Linked DNA regions of Oryctolagus cuniculus: region 1 is linked to region 2. The links are chromatin contacts, called in public Micro-C maps. All regions are on one chromosome and are shown on one strand. Each heading gives the region's core, a stretch centred on a gene start, on an enhancer-like site or on the middle of the called end of the contact. The rest is flanking DNA. Distances are from core to core; before and after follow the strand shown.

Evidence for each region. A called contact is a pair of places that touch in the nucleus more often than the background predicts.
Region 1: a contact with region 2 is called in a Micro-C map of ear pinna, with 4 times the contacts expected there. The contact joins the promoter of SCAI here to the promoter of GOLGA1 in region 2. A contact is called at or near these places in 3 of 6 Hi-C or Micro-C datasets (ear pinna, psoas muscle and an unstated tissue).

Annotation. Positions count from the first base shown.
Region 1 is chr1:228,962,424-228,965,775 of mOryCun1.1, reverse strand. SCAI (suppressor of cancer cell invasion) reads left to right here and starts at 1,397. Exons shown (of 16, transcript XM_070056861.1): 1 at 1,397-1,592; 2 at 2,151-2,195. The coding sequence starts at 1,540.
Region 2 is chr1:228,795,284-228,798,491 of mOryCun1.1, reverse strand. It overlaps GOLGA1 (golgin A1), which reads left to right and starts at 1,637. Exons shown (of 23, transcript XM_070056814.1): 1 at 1,637-1,773; 2 at 2,524-2,607. SCAI (suppressor of cancer cell invasion) reads left to right here. Exons shown (of 16, transcript XM_070056861.1): 16 at 1-688.

The DNA of each region.
Region 1 (3,352 bases), core at 148-2,647, 170 kb before region 2:
GAGTTGGCCAATGACAGAAGATGTTGAAGAGCAGGCAGAGAATTTTAATATCTTACGAGCCTCCCCATTGGTTGACAAATTATCCTGGACTTCTCTCTCTGTGGCTTGATAATATAGGTAGAAACACTTGTTTGGGGTGGGGGTTGAAGCAAACAGTGTCATAAAATTAATTTGGGGGACCAATGGAGATTCAGCAACATTTTTCCTTATCAAAGCTGTGTAAGTGGTCCCAGCACAGTTTGCCATCAGTATTTGTAAGAGGAAGGCCATGTTACTATCAGACACAAAAATAACCATCTCAAATAAAGGGCAGCCTTTTTGTGGAAAAATATCCTAATTTTTTGCCATTTATGGATATATGAAAGATTTATCCCTTGGCTGTTGATGTGTATTCTAGGCATTCACATCAGAAAAAATATTTTCTAATGGTAATGTCTTAGGAGAAACTCAGGCTGCCTCCCAGACCCAAATAGATGATGAGAACCTACCAATGAAAAACCGTATTCAGGAATAGGGCTGTTGAGAGGCTTCACCACCTTAGAGAATTTGCTGATATCTTAGCTGTGCCTTATACTTACAAGGCTAGCCTTGTTAAAGTAGAAAAAGGTAGCTAGTACTGTGCTTATGTATTGGTAATTTTGCATGAAATTTATTTTAAAATTAACTAGAACTTAACCATTATCTGTAGTGTCACAGGATGGTTAGCACACACCCAGGCATCAATTTTGTTTTGGCCTTCCAAAATGAGACATGTTGCTTTTAATTATGGCATCAATTCTGTTTGCAGTGTTGATTTTTAATTCATGATGATTTAAAAAAAAAAAAAATCTTGCATTCTTCAAAGCCTGCACCCAAACTGGGGATCTCTCCTGCGGAGGACTGAGCATCCAAACTGCTTTATTTTGGTGGATTCTTACAGCTTTATGTCTGAATCTTCTATGAGGGTTAGCTGTGAGCTGCGAGACCATTTCAGCAAGCTGTAGAGACAAGAGACCGCATTTGAGGTGGTTCAAAAAGAAAGCTCGTTTGGGAGAAGTGCCTCACTGTCGCACCTGTCAGAGGAATTTTTGGAAACTGCATTGCTTGACTTTTGGTCCTGGCGTGGTGCAGAGGTGGGAGGCGCTAGCAGGTGTGTGGGATGAATGACGCAGAGCCCCCCAAAGAACCTGCGGGCAGGTGTTTTGCGCCAGACTTGCAGATCCTACTTTCCGGCGCACGGTGGCGCTCAGGTCTTCTCCGGTCCCGCTAGCAGCCTCTAAGGCACCTCTGCTGCCACCTGCAGTCTCAACCAAACCTGTGGGTAGGCGGCGCGGAATGTGACAGCTCTAGCGCCCAATCGGCTGCGAGGCTTTCGGCCACACTAAAGCCCCAGCCAATGGGAGCCGAGGAGAGGCGCGGAGGAGGCGGGCCCTGCGGCAAGTCTGGCAGAGGCGCGAGGCCCTCCTCCCGCCTCTCCGCCTACTCCAGCCTCCGCCGCCTCAGCTTGCCGAGCGAGCCCTGCGGCCGCCGGAGCATCTCCCGCGGCGGAGCCGGAGCCGGATGGTCAGAGGAGCCCGGCAGCCCCAGCAGCCGCGGAGTCGCCTGGCCCCAAGGTGGGGCGGGAGCCGGGCGGAGGCCGGGGTTGGGGATCGGGCGGGGGCGAGGGCGCGGGCCCAGGGGCAGCGACTCGGGGCGCCGACACCGGAGGGCTGGGGGCGCCGAGGGCCGGGGGCGCGGGCTGAGCGGCGATCGCATCCTGGAGGCCGGGCGAGGGGCGTGCGGAGGAACGGGCGCCGAGAGCTGCGGCTGGTGGCGCGGGGCCGGGAAGGGCAGGGCGCGCGCCCCGCGGAGGGGCCGTGGAATGCGGGGGGCGCGGGGCCTGGAGGGGCGGGGCCCGGAGGGGCCGTGCACGGGCGGGAGGGGGTGGGCGCGGGAGAGCGGAGGCTGGGGGGATTGCGGGGGTGACGCGGCAGACAATGAGGCGGTGGAGGCGGCTGGTTTGGGGGAGCTGGGCTGTGACGAACAGAGGCTGGGGATGGGGTGACGGACCCGGAGGCTGCGCGGGCGCTGGGGGGACGGGGCGTTCGTCGGGTCGGGTCCCGGCGGGTGCAGGGCCCAGCTCGGCTCTTGGACGGGAGTTGGAGTTACCGTCTTATTTGTTTGCTCTGTAGACTGACTGGCACAGTGGAGAAACCACCTCGGAAACGGAAAAGCAGGTAAGGCGAGAGCGCCTTCCTCTGTGGCTTCGTGTGTCCCTGGTCGCTTGGCCGCACCTGTGCCGTCCTGCATGCTTGCACAGTCAGTGGATGAAGTTTTCTATTTGGCCCGCAAGGTTTTTCTTTTGAGGACTTAAAATTGCTGCCTCTACACTTTTTTTTCCTGCCTAGAATAAGGTGGGAAACATGGAGAATTGAGAAATCCTATTTTTATTTATTTTTTTTACTTTAGTCATAATTTCAACTTCTGGGACAGGTGTTTGGCATACAGTGAAGACATCCACACCCCCTTGTCAGAGTGCATGGGTTTGAGTCCTGGTTCTGCTTCCGCTCCAGCCACCTGCGATTGCACAGCCTGGGAGGCAGCGGGGGATGGCTACAGAGTGTGTGTCCTCGGCACCCATGTGAGAGACCCAGACTTAAGGGCTTTGTCCTGGCCCAGCTCTGGCTGTTGCAGGCATTGGAATGATCTCTCTTTCTCCCAGCCTTCTGCCTAAATAAAAATGAAAAAAAATTAAAAAGCCAAGATCATATATCATATAGCGTATTCTGAAAAAATTTTCCACTTCTCCATCATGTTTGAAAAGCTGGTGTTTATGTGCCAGATACTATGTGCAAGTCATTATATGTACTTCCTGTAATCCTCAAAGCATTGCGAGTGTGCAGTGTATTGTGTCACCCAGGGACTGAGGCCTAAGATGTCAGTATTTGGCCAAGATCACACATTTAATACATGTTAGAACCAGGGTTTGAATCCAGTCTGACTCCAGAGCTTAAGCTATTATCCGTCATACCGTCATGCCTCTAATATATATACCATTAAAAATAGTTTTTTGTTTTTTTTGACAGGCAGAGTTAGAAAGTGAGAGAGACAGAAAGGTCTTCCTTCTGTTGGTTCACCCCCCAAATGGCTGCTACAGCCAGCACACTGTGCTGATCTGAAGCCAGGAGCCAGGTGCTTCCTCCTGGTCTCCCATGCGGGTGCAGGGCCCAAGCACTTGGGCCATCTTCCACTGCCTTCCCGGACCACAGCAGAGAGCTGGACTGGAAGAGGAGCAACTGGGACTAGAACCCGGGGTGCTGGCATCGCAGGCGGAGGATTAGCCAAGTGAGCTGGGGCGCCAGCCTAAAAATAGGTTTTTAATTGCTCTATATGT
Region 2 (3,208 bases), core at 388-2,887:
AAGACAGCAAACCGTTTGGATGTTTTTATGTTACCAGAATAAATTCTGAAGGCGTTATTTACTACCAGTGACTAAGGGGGAAAGTCAATACTGTCAATATCAATTGCCTTGAACATTTGTGGTATTGTAAACGTTCTTGTCTGTTGTTTCTAAATCGCTTAAGCCATACATTCTCTTAAATAGGGATTGTTTTGTTTTGTTCCTTTCCAGCAGCCTTTTTCTGCATTGTCTGTTACGGTTAATACTTCATAGGTTTTAGAAATTGAAAAGTTCTCGCGAGATTTTATTTTCTTGAGCTCATCACACTTGACTCTTGTATGATACGTGATTTGTCATAAAAGATAGCAAGCCTTTCACTACTTCACTGAGTAAACACTGTGATTCTGCAGAGCGGATTCAGTGGGCTTTCTAGTATTTTCTTCTGTTATACGGTGCCCACCACCTTAGGGCACTAAAATACTAGCGGATGGAAAGTTAAACACTATTGTTTTGATGTTTATGAATAATAAGATTACAGAGTATTCGATTTTTGTTGTCAGTATATTAAAGCAATTTTTGCATTGATAAATGTTCTCTAGGAATGTGACTGCATACATCAGGTGTGAACTCTTGTAAATGAATTTTGTATCTTGATCCACATATATATTAAGTGTATCATCAATATAAAAATAAACATTATTTGCTTAAACTTTTTGGTACTTCAGAACTGCTGACGGTTTAAGAGGTAAGCTGTTAGGGTTTGCCTCCTTCAGCTGGCACCCCAGATGCTGCCAACTGTTTGGGGTTTGCAGATTCGAGGCTTCTTACTCTAGCTGGTATATCTCTTTAGAGCCCTGGGCTTCACACACCCCCACCCCCACCCCACCCCCGCCTTTCTCCTGGTGGTCAGACTGGAAGAATCAGGTGCACTGGCTGGCGGTGGGGCTGGGGCAGGATTCGACACCTGACCTAGGATACTGATGGGCACTGTGGCCACGCACAAGGCACTTGCACCCTTTAGACTTTCCTCACGTGTTAAAAGGAGGCGGCCCATCAGTAGTGGATACTGAGATTAATACAGCGGGCTGCCCCCAGCGGATTTTTCAAACGCCAACCAGATCCGAGTACTTTCAGAACAAGGGCAGAGTTCTGGAAGCTTCTCCCAGGTGCCGTTTACACGTGTGCTGGGTTGCGATGGAAAAGGTAGCACCTACAGTTAAGGCACAGACAACAAAAGTTGAAACGCCACTCACATCGCCAAGATCCCAGAACTAGTCTCTGCAGCCCCAGGGTTCCCGGGATCACCCAGACACAGTGACCAGGCAGCTGCGCGGCGCGCGGCGGGGCTGGCGCCAGGCGGCCATGGCCCGGGGTTTCCATCCAGCCCGCGGCACACAGCGGGTCTTCCCTTTGCCACGAGGCTCCTCCCACTTCCTCGACTCTACACCAACCCCGTTCACAAAGACAGGTGAAACGACGCATTTGTCACCCACGGGGCTGGCCGGCCGCTGACGTGGCGAGTCCGCCTGAGGGAGCGCCAGGCCCGGCGCCCGCGCCCTCCAGGCGTTCCGGCCCAACCGCCGCCCCAGAGCTCGCGCGCGCGCCGCGGAGGGCACGCGGGCGCATGCGCGCGGCGGCCCAGCCCCGCGCGCAGCCACTTCCGGCGCGCCGGGGGACGTGCGGTTCCGGGTCGCTGCTCCGGCTCCGCGGCTGGCGGTGGGGGCTGGTGACGCTGGTCGGCGCTCGCGAGAGGCCCCGGAGGCGGTGCTCTGCCGGGTGCCCACAGAGCGGCAGGTGCGCGACCCGAAGCTCCGGGGATTGGAGCCGCCCCTCGCCCCCATTCTCCCGGTGTCCTCGGTCTGTCCCCAAGCGCCCCGGACGGGGTTGCCCGAGACCCTAGGCGGGGGGCGGTACCTGGGGACTGGGAGGGCGAGGATGGGGGCGGAGGCGGGCTGCCCCGGCCTGGGGGGCTGGCGCCTCGGGTCCTGAGATTCCTCCCTGCGCGACCTTGGACACGTCCCTCCTCGCCAGTGGGCTTCAGTTTCCCTGCTTCCAGATGAGAGAGACGTCGGCTGCTAGCCCTGGCAGTGGGAGCACCGGCGGGGCTGGCGGGGGCTGAGGGAGTGGGCTCCCAACTGCCTGGCAGCGCCCTGCCCGCCATCCTGGGCGTCAGCATCTTCTTTCTTTTAAAAAAAAAATTTTTTTTTTAAACCTAACTTTGCCGTCCTTCCTCTCAGCGACTGTCTTAGGCGTCCGTGACCAGACAGCCCAGGGTCTGGCCAGGTAAACAGTGTGTGAGGGCCAGAATCAGCTGAGAGCTAAGCCGGCTCTGGAAAACCGGAACTCGCGTTGCAGTTTGGCTCAGGGCTGCCTAGAAGTGAATTTAGACACTGACTGCGTTGAGCGACTCCAGCTCTAGGGAGATTCCAGACTGTAGGAGACCAGCGTGAGCGAGGGGAGCCCGCCTGGAGTCGGGCAGTGACAGGTTTTCCCTCCCCGACTTAATTCTTCCCTTGCACTCATCTCCCACCACCGCCCCCCAAGATTCTGGCTTTGTACTTGAAACATACCCAACGTGTTTCATCTTGGTCTTCGTGAGAGCTTTGACCTGCCGGCCGTCTTAACCGGGTGAGTAAGGACATTGCAGGGAGAGCTTCCGATGAACTGTAGGGGTTTCACAGGTGATCCCAGGCGGTAAGAGTCATTTGTAGGTCTTAGAGCAGAGCTTGAACAGCGTCCACAGGCCGTGGAAAGTTAAGGCTGGACCCAGAACAGCCATGCTTCAGACCGTGTTGGAAGGAAAAGGTGCTTGGATATCATGTGAAACACTGAGAAGGAAAACTGTGATTTGAGGTCATTTTTTCAGACTCAAACCACACATTTCCAGGAACAGTTTAAGAATGATCATAGTAGAATCTTCTGGCTTGCTTGGTTTTTTTTTTTTTAAGTGATGAGCTTTCTGCAGACCACAGGGAACATAAAATGTTACATCTTTTCCTCTTACTGAGTTACATATGTTTTCTGCCTTCATCTTAAAAAAAACACACACACACACACACACGCTAGTTAAGCTTATTATTACAGGAAGGATTCAGAAGCGTTCAGTCATGCTTATATGATGTTAGTGTTTGACCTGGGAACTTTTACTAAATGTGTCATATGCCATAGCCACTATGGTCTAATTAAGAAGAACAAAAGTAGGGCCTGTGAGTCAGAGTTCGGTGCCCAG